2 separate regions of the Oryctolagus cuniculus genome follow, and region 1 is linked to region 2. Evidence: chromatin contacts called from public Micro-C data. All regions are on one chromosome and are shown on one strand. Each heading gives the region's core, a stretch centred on a gene start, on an enhancer-like site or on the middle of the called end of the contact. The rest is flanking DNA. Distances are from core to core; before and after follow the strand shown.

Region 1 (2,913 bases), core at 289-2,788, 330 kb before region 2:
TCACCTCAGAAATTCTGGCCCAGGGAGCATTCTGGAATCTCTGACCTGCCATTATACCTTGCTGTGGCTGGAAGTCTTTCTTTCCAGAAAGAAGGCAACCGCCTTCTCAGAGGGCTTGCATTCGATACCTGGCGCCCGCTCGAGATTCCAGCTCCCAGCTAACGAGCACCTTAGGAGGCAACAGGTGTGGAGTCAAGTGGTTCAATTCCTGCCCGCCCTCCCCCCATGAGAGATCTAGATTGGGTTCCTGTCTGCTGGCTTTGGCCTTGGCCCTGACCCTGGCCCAGCAGTTGGGGGCATTTGGAAAGTGGATAGGGGCTCTTTGGCTCTCTCAAATAAATAAGCATTTTTCTAAAACATTTCTTTAAAAGATGCAGATAGCCCTAGGTCCCTTGTAGCTACTGGACAGAAATGACGACCATGGTCTGGGCCTCGGTTGCTCCTGGTCAGCATATCTCTGGGACTCCCAGGCCTTCCTGATGGTTCCCGATGCTCTCTCCTTCCCATTCTCACACCTGCAGCATCCTCATACTTCCCTTTCCGGCATGTCTGCTCTAGAGAGGCCAGGATTTCTGGCCACCAGCAGGTAGATGTTCTCACCTACATCCCTGCTTACTTATCAGCCCCTGCTGTTTACCAGGACCCTGTGACCTGAACACTAGAGTCTTCTCCAGTGGTTTGACCAGAGGGCAGCACCATAGCTCTCTGATGAGCAAGAGAGAGGAGACCAGCTCCATGCCGATGTCCAGCTGGGAGTCACCTCACCCCAGGGGAAGTTTGAGTTGCAAACATATTTTGACATGCTTAAACCTGTCTTACTATATTTAAAATTAAAAGATGAATCCAAAATATGATGGCATGTTGGGATGGGAGTGGACCACAGGGCTGCCTTGCAGAGTTTGCCACTACTCCATTTCGCCCCTTGAGGGCACCAGAGACCGCTTTGCCTTACAGAGACCAGGGCAGAGGAAACCACGCCACAGTCAGCTGTGACTGATGGACAGAATCAGCTCTTGGCCAAGCCGGGAGAAGCTCCGCCGTGGGCACAGCCCCGTGGCATCCTAAGGCTGGTGGTAGTAACCAGGCTAGTGGGAAGAAGACAGGACCGAGAAGCTGGTGTTCTAACATCAGCTCTGCTTATCAGCTTGCTGTACAGCCTTCCAAACCCACATAACTTCTCTGCACCTCAGCTTCCTTCCTCCTGTGTAAAAGGATGGAGGTAGAAGGAGCTGATCCAAAAGATTCCTTCCAGATTTTGTGCTTTAACTTGCTCCAAGTAATAATGCAAAACCGGAAATGATGAGAGCAGCCTAATTCCTGGAGCATCGGAAAATGTTCCTGTTCTAGTCCCTGACCTTCACATGATCAGATAGCAACTCTGACAAGAGAGCTGGGATGGGGGTGGTGACACAGCTGTGAATGACAAGGAAGGAGAATGAGCCTCCCAAGTTCTTCCTAATACATGAGCCTAGTCAGTGCCAGGAAAAGGATCTGAAGGAGGATTGCATAATCTTTTTTGTAACTATCCCAAGCTCTGTCTAGCTGTGAATGCAATGTGAAACACAACATAAGCCACACCTACTCTCAGGCTCCAGCATCGCTCCCCAGCCCTGGTAGAATGTGGGCCAATGTCTCAATAGTATTCTGAGACACGGATGGGCTTTCCTTAACAATTCATTTCCATACTTGAGTTGTGCATGACTCATTGGGGTAAGAAGACACAAATGCATAGGTGACATCATTCCTGAATGAATGAATGAGTCAATGAATGAAAGAGCAGGTGCTGACTGGGAGAGTCAGCAAAGACAATTCTGATTTAGACCCAGCTCTTAGGAGAGGAAGTCTCTAGCTCTCGGGCGAAATGACCATGGTGGTGGGTCAGTGGGCTCTAATCCACTGTCTCAAAGGACTCCAAAGTAGATCCAGTGGATAGATAGTGTGTGTGTGTGAGTGGGGGGGGGGGTGCAGCAGCATCAAGATCCCACTCTTGCTCTGTAGGGGTGTCGTGTAAGACATGAAAGAGTCAATACAGCCAAGACAGAAGTCTGGGAAAGAAGCATACACAGGCAGGAATCAAGGCAATAGGATCCCGATATGGGTGCTGGCTCAGGCCCAGCTGCCTCACTTCCTATCCAGCACCCTCCCTACAAATGCACCTGGGAAAGCAGCAGAGGATGGCCTAATTGCTTGGCTTCTGTTACCTACATGGGAGACCTGGAAGAAGCCCCTGGTCCCTGGCCCAGCTCTGGCCATTGCAGCCACTTGGGGAATGAACCAGTACATGGAAGTTCTCTCTTTTTTTTTTTTCTGTTTCTTCCTCTCTCTCTCTCTATAACTCTGCCTTTCAAATGCATAAATCTTAAAAAATAAAAAGTAAAAGAGCTACCACTTTCCCCTAAGGGTCATGAAAAAGCCAATGACTCTTTCTTTGGTTTTAGCTCCATAGACATGCTTCTTTCTGGACAGCCCCTGCCATCAAAGAAGAGAGAGGCGGTGGATTGACAGTGCAGTGGCTCATGGAAGCCCAGAGCCTGCAGAGCAGGAATGTGCAGAAAGTATGGGATGGGTTTGGAGGGCTTGCTTTCCAGACCAGGCTCTTCTGCGGTCTGTGTGACCCTAACCTCTCTGAGCCTCAGTTTCCTTGTCTGCACTCTGGGAACTCCATGTGCACCTCCCTCCAAAGCTTCTCATGAAGGGAAGGGTGTTTGGTGCAGTGGTTTAAGTCGAGGCCTGCATCCCATAATGCTGTGCCTGAGTTTGAGTCCAGCTTCCAGTTGATGGACACCCTGAGAAGCAGCAGATAATGGCTCAAGTACTTCGGTCCCTGCTACCCAAGTGGGAGACCCAGTGGAGCTTCACACTCCTGGCTTTGGCCTGGCCCAGCCTGGCTGTTGTGGGGATTTAGGGAGTGAA
Region 2 (2,787 bases), core at 160-2,659:
TTGACTTCCAAGTGTAGGATGTCACCCAGCTCTCTGAGTTTGTCTCTTCCAGGAGGCCAAGCATGGTTTGGGTGGCCTCTCTGTGAGACTGGGAAGGAGCCAGGCTCCCCTCCCCACCCCCACCCCCAGCCCTGCCTGTGTGTAATGAGGATGGGGCCTGTGCAGTGACAGAAAAGGTGGTCGTTCTGTGAAAGGGGGTGGGAGTGTTTTATTAGCTCATGTGATTATGGAAGCTTGGTAAGTCCAACATTTTGCAGGCTGGGGACCCAGTGATAAGCTGGTTTGAGTGCAAAGACAGTCAGCTAGCAAAATGCCAGTTTTCTCCCGGGAGGCCACGTTTGCTTCTCTTCAGGTTCTCAAGTGGTTAGATGAGGCCTGCTCACAATTAGGGAGGGTAATCCGCTTGGTGCCAAGTCTCCAGACTAAAATGTTAATCTCATATTAAAGAAAAAAAAACTTCACAGCAACAGCTACAATAACATCTGGTCACATATGTGGGTGCTGTAGTCACATATGTAGGTGCCTAGCACAGTTGGCATGCGACACTGACCATCCCAGGCATGAAGAGGCAGTGTGGGTGATGGGAGAATGCAGAGCTGCAGACAGAGATGCAGCCCAGGGGCCTGGGTTCAGGTACCAGAACCGCTGCACTTGAACCCTAAGTCCGCCAACTTTGTCACTGCTGAGCAATCCCCAGCAGATGTGACATTCTCTCTGGGCCGTTGTTTTTGCTCAGTCGGGTATTTTGAGAGAGCGCGAGTGAATCCGCGTAATGTCTTGCATGTAATACGCTGTCCCTAAGTATTAGCTTCTTCGTTAGTTTCCAGCAAGTAGTATTAGTTGTAGTATTATTACTACTTATTAGTCTATTTAGCAAAGAAGTTTTATACTATTATAAGTAGTAAGCTGTATTAACCACTTAGCTAGAATAAGAGGAGGTGGACAAGCAGATGTCCTAAGTGCCCAGTTTAGTCGGACAGGTCCAAGGTAAATGAGTCACCGGGCGCCCTCTATCGGCAGAGTGTGGTGCTGCAGCCTTGAAGCTAAACCTGCTTTGTATACCGGCCTTGGGAATTAGCCTTTGGATTGCCTGGGTCCCACTTGCTTTCTTAATAGCTATATACTGCTAGGTGTGTGTTTCTTGCTTCGGTCAGTGCTTCCATCAGAATATTTTCTTGAGGAATTCCCTCTCTGACGGGGCACCTGGAGGGCCCAGAACTGAATTGTCGGTTGACAGGAGAGGAGGGGAGCAGGAATGTACAAGGTGAGCATTTTTGTACAAGGATCTCACTTCCCCGGGCTAGGGAGCTTTTCGCAGCAGGCGCTGTTTGTTTTCCAGTGGAGGCGCTGCGCTGCGAGCGATGGGACGGCAGCCTCTCTCTTGCGCGGGGAGAAGCTTGTTTACTCTGGAGGAACCGGAAAGTGCAGAGGCTTTGCTGCCTTTTGATGCCTTGTCAGCCTTCCCCTCCTGGGCTACAGAGGCGCTTTTAATGATGGGATTCACTTTCATTGTTGGTGCCTCCTCTGTCTGCCCCTCTCTGCGCCCGTCTTTCTTCTCCGCCCTTGTTCTTTCTATCGTCCTCTACCCTGGGGGAGAGTTCTCTTTTGTGTCTTTTGGCACCAGCTGCCCGTGGCCAGTGTCTGGGGCTCGGAGCCAGGTGGGGCCGCCGCTCCTGTTCCGCCTGCCTTGCTGCGCCCTCTGCTGCGGGCGCTGTCTCCTCCTGGAGAGGGTTTCCTGGGAGAGCTCCCGTTCCCCTGGAGGCAGCCCTGCTCCCATGGCTGCTGGAAGGGCGGGGAGGGGGGGCATTTGGAAGAATCAGACTTTTTTTTTTTTTTTTTTTTTTTTTTTTTTTTTGACAGGCAGAGTGGACAGTGAGAGAGAGAGACAGAGAGAAAGGTCTTCCTTTGCCGATTGGTTCACCCTCCAATGGCCGCCACAGCCGGCGCGCTGCAGCCGGCGCACTGCGCTGATCCGATGGCAGGAGCCAGGAGCCAGGTGCTTTTCCTGGTCTCCCATGGGGTGCAGGGCCCAAGCACCTGGGCCATCCTCCACTGCACTCCCTGGCCACAGCAGAGAGCTGGCCTGGAAGAGGGGCAACCGGGACAGAATCTGGCACCCCAACCGGGACTAGAACCCGGTGTGCCAGCGCCGCTAGGCGGAGGATTAGCCTAGTGAGCCGCGGCGCCGGCCAAGAATCAGACTTCTTCCGAAGCAAACCTACGTGTGTTTGTGTCTAGTAGCGAAAGCACCCAAAATCTCACCTCTTAAGAAAAATCCTGAATACACTGTTATTAACTGGAGCCCTTGTGGTGCCCATTGCATCTCTAGACTTACTCATCCTGTGTAGCTGAACTTTGTATACCTGACCCACATCACCCATCCTCCCTCAGCCACCCTTGGTCCTCTCTCTGCATTTGATTTCTTTTTAGATTCCACATGTAAGTTACAATAAAAGTAACCCTGAGTGATGGCTAGGTTAATTTGGTTGACCATGGTGGCCATTTCACTGTGTGCAACTACACCACACCATCACGTTGTACACCTTAAATATACAACGCATTCCACAAGACACCAAAATCAGATGTGTCCCATCTAGGCAGTGAGCGGCTGATTGAGCAGCACCCGACACGCACCTGCTCCGTGTGCTGGGTGTGGACATCTCACTCACACAGATGAGCAGGCACCTTGGACATCCTGTCATTCCTGCTCACCTCCACTCCTGCTGTGGCATCTCACGGGGCTACCCCTGCCGGTCATTTGCTTCTCCTTGTTGATCAGATCCTTCA

The links. Hi-C and Micro-C count contacts between places; a contact is called where the count stands out from the background.
Region 1: a contact with region 2 is called in a Micro-C map of ear pinna, with 13 times the contacts expected there. The contact joins two enhancer-like sites. A contact is called at or near these places in 3 of 6 Hi-C or Micro-C datasets (ear pinna, embryonic fibroblasts and an unstated tissue).

Annotation. Positions count from the first base shown.
Region 1 is chr7:36,713,541-36,716,453 of mOryCun1.1, reverse strand. No RefSeq gene overlaps it. Among named protein-coding and RNA genes, the nearest start is that of C7H1orf226, 19 kb to the right of the region's middle. Within about 2 kb of position 1,538, at least 2 of the 8 cell types and tissues checked have an H3K27ac peak or open chromatin away from gene starts, as enhancers often do.
Region 2 is chr7:36,385,498-36,388,284 of mOryCun1.1, reverse strand. The region is part of intron 6 of C7H1orf226 (chromosome 7 C1orf226 homolog); the gene reads left to right. Among named protein-coding and RNA genes, the nearest start is that of SPATA46, 26 kb to the right of the region's middle. Within about 2 kb of position 1,409, at least 1 of the 8 cell types and tissues checked has an H3K27ac peak or open chromatin away from gene starts, as enhancers often do.